2 separate regions of the Mus musculus genome follow, and region 2 is linked to region 1. The links are chromatin contacts, called in public promoter capture Hi-C maps. All regions are on one chromosome and are shown on one strand. Each heading gives the region's core, a stretch centred on a gene start, on an enhancer-like site or on the middle of the called end of the contact. The rest is flanking DNA. Distances are from core to core; before and after follow the strand shown.

What was found. Capture Hi-C pulls out chosen DNA fragments and counts their contacts.
Region 2: a contact with region 1 is called in a promoter capture Hi-C map of liver. The contact joins the promoter of Adat1 here to the promoter of Ddx19b in region 1. A contact is called at or near these places in 3 of 39 promoter capture datasets (liver, neutrophils and pre-B cells), 1 of 484 Hi-C or Micro-C datasets (CD8 T cells) and 1 of 9 other capture datasets (liver).

The regions. Positions count from the first base shown.
Region 1 is chr8:111,026,247-111,029,612 of GRCm38.p6, forward strand. It overlaps Ddx19b (DEAD box helicase 19b), which reads right to left and starts at 1,524. Exons shown (of 12, transcript NM_172284.5): 1 at 1,352-1,524. The coding sequence starts at 1,408. It also overlaps a transcript of Aars not described here.
Region 2 is chr8:111,990,761-111,994,126 of GRCm38.p6, forward strand. Adat1 (adenosine deaminase, tRNA-specific 1) reads right to left here and starts at 1,542. Exons shown (of 10, transcript NM_013925.5): 1 at 1,421-1,542. It overlaps Kars (lysyl-tRNA synthetase), which reads right to left. Exons shown (of 14, transcript NM_053092.3): 14 at 2,679-2,946. The coding sequence ends at 2,848.

The sequences.
Region 1 (3,366 bases), core at 274-2,773:
CCTGTCTCCAAAAACAAAAATAAATAAATAATTCCCTCAATGCACAAAGCCAAAAATATTATTTCTCTTTAAACTATATACAAAGAGTGGGCGAGATGGCTCAGCGGGTAAGAGCACTGACTGCTCTTCTGTCCAGAGTTCAAATCCCAGTAACCACATGGTGGCTCACAATCACCTGTAATGAGATCTGACACCCTCTTCTGGTGCTTCTAAAGACAGCTACAGCGGTACTTATGTATAATAAAAAATAAATCTTTGGGCCTGAATGAGCGGGGCCAACAATTCCCAACAACCACATGAAGGCTCACAACCATCTGTACAGCCACAGTGTACTTATATACATAAAATAAATCTTTTTTTAAAACCCTATATATAATAAAGGCTTTGAGCCAAAATGGATAGTTAATTCTTTATTGTATTTGATATATATGTGTGTGTGTATGTATATGTGTGTGTGTATATATATATACATATATATATATATACATATATTTTTTTTCCAGCAAGATCACTATGCAGCCCAGGTTGGCCTCTTACTTGAGTCAGCCCTCCTGTCTTAAGTCTCCAAGAGATAGGATGAGGGCTGGTGAGATGGCTCAGTGGGTAAGAGCACCTGACTGCTCTTCCGAAGGTCCAGAGTTCAAATCCCAGCAACCACATGGTGGCTCACAACCATCCGTAACAAGATCTGACTCCCTCTTCTGGTGTGTCTGAAGACAGCTACAGTGTACTTACATATAATAAATAAATAAATATTAAAAAAAAAAGAGATAGGATGAGAGGTGCCACATCACAGTGACAGGTTCAAACCTTTATTTTTTCAAAGTTAAAAAAAAAAAAAAGAACAAGGTCCTAATTCTTGGAAAATTCAAGACATATATAATTCCATATTTAACTCTAATCTTGCTACTATGTATCAGGTTCAGAAAACCAGTTAAGCCAACCAAAAGATTTACTGATAGGCCCCACCAGTCATTCACTACCAATAACCAAGCTAGAGGTAACCAAGTTGGAGGAGTCATACAAATAAATATGAGTAAGACAACCTCCCTGAGCCCAGGAAACTCAAAGCCCAAGCTACAGATTACCATCCGAGTTTGTGAGTGCAATCGAATATCAGCCCTGATTCCAGGAAGACAGGCAGGTGGCTGAGCACTATGGGCAACCAAGCATCCAACTTGAGTTTACACAAGGTGGAAGGGCTTGGGTAATCAAAGCCAGCTCTGGTTTCGGGGCCCATGCCGCCAGGGTCCTCCACCCAGTTCCAAGCAACCTAAGATCTGTCCTTCTAAGGGGCAGATATCCTGACTGGCACTGGCCCCTGGTCCTCCAGCGGTTGGTGACAACTCACAGACTCAGCTGCGGCTTCCTGTTCGTCTACTGCTAGGGCCCAAGAATCCGTAGCCATGGCCCGCGGTGCCGGGGCAGCGCTGGCAGGCTTGCCCGCTTGGGCGGTGCGACCGCGGACTCAGGTGGGTGGCAGAGAAGTCCAGCACCGCCCCGAGGGAAATCATTCACTAAAGCTCAGACCGGAAACGGCGCGCCACGGTGTCGTCAGAGTCAGCGTCAGCTCCGCGCCCCTAAGGTCCGGGGATCCAGCGCCACTACTGTCCTCTTCGGGTTCCCACCCATCACCCTTCGCTGCAGATCGTCCTACAACCCAACTGAGGTAGCCAGCATTAAATGCTCTTGGACCGAAGGCGGAAAGTCACATTTTCAATCAGCATGGTGGCATAGATGGCCCTGGTATAACTATTACAGCCAGAATACATAAGCAAGTGTTTTACCTTTTCAGGATATTTAAAATGCCTCTGTGTAAACGTGCCTTACCAGACTCTTAGCTAAGGTCAAAATAGTATCTGTTCTTTTCAATTTAATAAGATGTCTAAGCATTGACAATCAGTCCCGTGAAACAAACAGGTGCTCAATGATATGCCCCAAATTGAGTTTTGAACACCAAAGGAAGATGCCAAGGAAAATTCTTGGTAGAGTATCAGAGACCAGAAAGAGCAAGCGGTTTGCTCAATCAAATCAATTCAGTTCCTGAAGGAAATGGTAAAAGCAGTTTAATAACAAAATACATGACCTCTGGCGTTATCTATGCTTTCTTCAGATGGCCATCTCTCCTCTCCTATGTAAAGGTTGTGTCGTTGGCATTTTATTTAATTACTTTTGGATGAATACTTTAAAGATTTAGTCATTTAATTTTATGTGTATGAGTGCTTTGCTTGCATGTCTATGTGCACCACATGTGTGCTTGGTACCTAGTCAGAAGAAAGTGTTGGATACCCTGGAAGTGGAGTTACAGATGGTTACAATGTGGCTACCTGGAATGGAACCCAGGTACTATGCAAGAGCAACAAATGCTCTTAATCTCTGCTCCATCTCTCCAGCCTTCACAGCCTTCATTTTGGGAATTTTTTTTCCGAACTTTTTTTTTTTTGGTTTTTTGAGACAGGGTTTCTCTGTATAGCCTTGGCTGTCCTGGAACTCACTTTGTAGACCAGACTGGCCTCGAACTCAGAAATCCACCTGCCTCTGCCTCCCAAGTGCTGGGATTAAAGGTGTGTGCCACCACGCCCTGCCTAATTTTGGAAATTTTAAAAAGGAAATAGCTCTAGTTTTAGAATAGTAAAATAAAGGCAGAAGGAACTACCTGCTTCCCCCTAACCAGGATTAAATAGGTCTTTATCCTGTGTATTCCATAGAAAGAAACTGAGCATCTTCCTGGAACTATAAAAACATTTTACTAATACCCCATGATAATAAATTAACCTCAAGAAATGTTGGATAGGTAAGGGTGGGGTGGAGGCAGGAGCCAGCTAGGAGGCCATGATCATATTTCAAGTTAGAAGAAACCCCAAGGAAAAGCAGCTAAAAAACAATTAAGTTATTTTGTATTTTTCAGGACTATAGAAGATTATAAATAAAATTTCAAATAGATTTTATTGAAGTGAAACATTAAGTTACACAAGATGCAATACAGTAGAATAGGTTCCACTTGATCCACAAAAACAAACCAAACTCACATAGGTGTGTATACAGTATTAAAGTTATCAGAAACTCAACTAACAGGGACTGTTTATGAGGGGTTTATCTAACTCACAGTGACCTGCCTGCCTCAGCCGACAAAATGCTGGGATTGCAAGCATGAACCATCACTACCATCTGCAATTTCATTTTATCCTCGGAAGTTAATTTCCATGTGCTCTTTTGAGTCAGAATCTCATAAATAAATAAATAAATAAATAAATAAATAAATAGCATGGTGGTGAAACCTGTAACCCCAGTGATAGGCTGAAAGCAGGAGAATAAGAGCTGGTGATCAACAGGTCCTTTGTCCTGGATCTGTAGACCAGGCTGGCC
Region 2 (3,366 bases), core at 292-2,791, 960 kb after region 1:
AAGACAAGCTATTTCTTCAAGATCAACACAAATGATAAGTTAATGAATGTGGCCATTCTATGTTTTACACTGTCCTCTCAGATTTCAGCTTGCTTTGGGCATGTTAGCACCTTACAAGGTTTCTTTTGAGACAAATGTTCTTTTCCTCCGTTTCTAATCTACCTCACTCCAGCAAATTTCCAAAGTCTCTCACTGAAAGCTCTCACAGCAGCTGTGTTTAAGGGTGTGGGCATGGAGTTATACTTTCTAGGTTTCAATCTCAGTTTTAATACAGATGAACTGTGTGATTCCTGGGTAATTAGTTTTCACATCTGTTAAAACATGACTAATAGTATTTAACATTTTTTTTTCTAGACAGGGCTTTTCTGTGTAACAGTCCTGGCTGTCCTAGGACTTGCTCTGTAGACCTGGGTGCCCTGGAACGCACAGAGATCACCTGCCTCTGCCTCCTTTGTGCTAGGATTAAAGGCACGTGCCACCTAGCTAGTATTTAACATCTCTTATAAATACTTAAAAAGGCAAATGTCTATATACTGTGATTAGCATTCAGAAGATACAACATTTGGTGATCTGGGAAATTTGTATTGGTGGCAGAAGAGAAGCAATGTAACGGGCACACCAAGCCACTTCCATACAACCTAACAGAACATTATGCAGATCAGATCTGAAAGAGGCCTACAGTTGGCAGAAGAAATTCTCTCACTCTTGGCTGTTAGCGCTCACTGGATATAGCTCGACTTCAGTCGATTATATAAAAAGCTCCGTAGATGAGCTCACGCGATGGCTAGAGATGGCAGAGCATTTGTAGAATAAACAACAGAATTGTTTTTTTTGTTAGTTTGTTTTTTTTCTGAGCTCTGATGCGATGTTTTGGCAAGGTATTTCTAAGACTTCTGCAAAATGCAGGCACATTTTGCAGTAAATGGTAATGACTATTCTGGCAGGGGCTGACAGAGATTGTAACTTTCAAGTCTAACGCAGAGAAGTCTTGTATTTCTAGAAGGAATCCCAGAATCCTGTTAGTTCCTGATAGGCATCACAGAAGTTTATTTTATGAAGGTAGCCATCTGCCATTAAATTCGAGGTACACATTAGAACTACAAAACAAGGGGACGAAGCGGTCCAAACTACATCACGTCATTCACGCAGTTGTCGAACGTTTCGATATTTTGGGTCCGCTGTAATTCATCTCTACAACCCCAGGGCTCCTTCATACGAAGCAGCTCACAACAGGTATTGCTTTGGCTAAAAATAACAGTGCAAAGGTTGAAAAAACAAACAAACACTTCTTTTCCCACCCTTCCTACCGCAGGGCTGGAGAGCCTAGCAGGGCTGAGACCCCTCCCCGTGGGAGCAGTGGACACAGGTCCTCACAGTCTCCCCCCACCGCCCTCCCCTCGGCCAACTGTGTAGAGCTAACCCCGAGACGCCGATCCGGAGTCCCTCACACCCTATTATCCACGCGCCGCAACCTCCACGCGATGCCCCTCTACCGCCACGCTCGTTTAACCAGGTTGCGCAGCGGAAGTGACGCCCTAGAGGGCCGCTCCGGTCAAGCTCTGCCCGCAAAGCACGCTGGTCTTTGTAGTCTGTGGGAACGGTGCAAAGGGGAGGAAGCCGCCTCCGCAGCAAAGACCGACTTAGCTCGCATCTCATCAAAATTTTGAACAGAACTATAAGCAGATCCTCTGACAGTTTCTCACCTCAGTCATGGGCTTGGATGACCTGGCCCTCACTCATTTCTCTCATAACCCATTGTTATTCTTCAAATCGTTTCTTTTTTTTTTTTTTTTTTTTTCGAGACAGGGTTTCTCTGTGTAGCCCTGGCTGTCCTGGAACTTACTCTGTAGACCAGGCTGGCCTCGAACTCAGAAATCCACCTGCCTCTGCCTCCGGAGTGCTGGGATTAAAGGCATGAGCCACCACTGCCCGGCTCTTCAAATACAGTCTTATGGACATATATGCATGTATATATTTTAAAAGATTTATGTGCGTGTGCCTGTATCAATTGTCAATTTGTGCACATATGTGCATGCAAATGCCCAAGGCAGCTAGAAAAGGGTATTGGGAACTGGATCACGGTTGCAAGCTGCCTGACACACGGGTGCTGGGTACTGAAGCCTGGTCCTCTGTAAGAGCATCAATCCCTTGCAGCACTGAGCCATGTCTCCTGTACTGCAGTCTAAGTCTGCCTCCAGCCAAAAGGAACCTGCACTGGATCTGGTCTGGTTCTCCCTCAACTCTGCACTCAAGCCCTAAAGAAAATAAAAGGGATTTTTATGGAAGAAGTGACTTGACTTTTGTTCTCTGGTTGTTTCCAGTATTTCAGCACAATGGCTCATACTGAATAGACAGACATTAATATACATTTATTAGAGATTCTGACTGCAGGTGGGGCCGAGAAGTTGGCTTAGGAGTTAAGAGCACACCCTGCTCCCATGGGGCTGACCTTCGTTTTTCAGCCTCCGTGCTGGGCAGCTTACAGTGCCTGTAACTCTGGCTCTAAGGGACCCAACATCTCTGGCCTCAGGGCACCTGCACTCTAAATGCACACACACACACACACACACACACACACAATTGATAATAAAAATAAATCTTAAAAAGAATACAATGACAGAGCTCTAATTAGACCACTCATCAGACCAGCAGCCCGGGGGAGAAAAAGTAACACTGCATGGGTAAAGAGAGAAATGATTTATTTGGTAACGAGGAATAAAAAGAACTTCTTTAGTTCTTCTCTCTTGTGGAGGTTGGACTGCAGTGGCCAGATGGACGGCGCCACACAGGAATCGCTCCCTCAGACCAGATCTGCTGAGATGCAGACACCATAGTTGCATGTGCCTTCTAGACAGAGGGGCTGGCCTCTGTGCTCTCTGGGGTTTCAGTGGTCGCTGCAGTTTCCTTCTTGTCCTCTGGCTTCATGGCAGGAAACAGAAGTACTTCCTAGAGAAGAGGAAAGAGAAGCACTTCCTGAGAAGAGCAGAGCATCTGCCGAGGTTCAGAAGCACCAGGAGCCGGGCTCAGTGGAACTCAGGAGGCGGGGGCAGGCAGACCTCTGCGACCCGACTTCAAGGCCAGCCTGGTCTCCATATGGTTAAGTTCCAGGACAACCAGACTATGTAGTAAGACCCCGCCTTTCAATAACAGGGCACTATGGATTTTTCTCCCCACTATCCTACTTTTGCTGTTGCCTGATGTTACAAAATCTAGAAGTACGCATCCAGACAAGGACACAGAACCTGCTAGGGTCCCATGCCAAAAGAACGTAAAATTGAGTTCCCGGTGCTAGAGATGGCTCAGCCATTAAGAGCACTTGTTCTTGCAGAGGGCCGAGATGTGGTTCCCAGCAGATACATGGTGGCT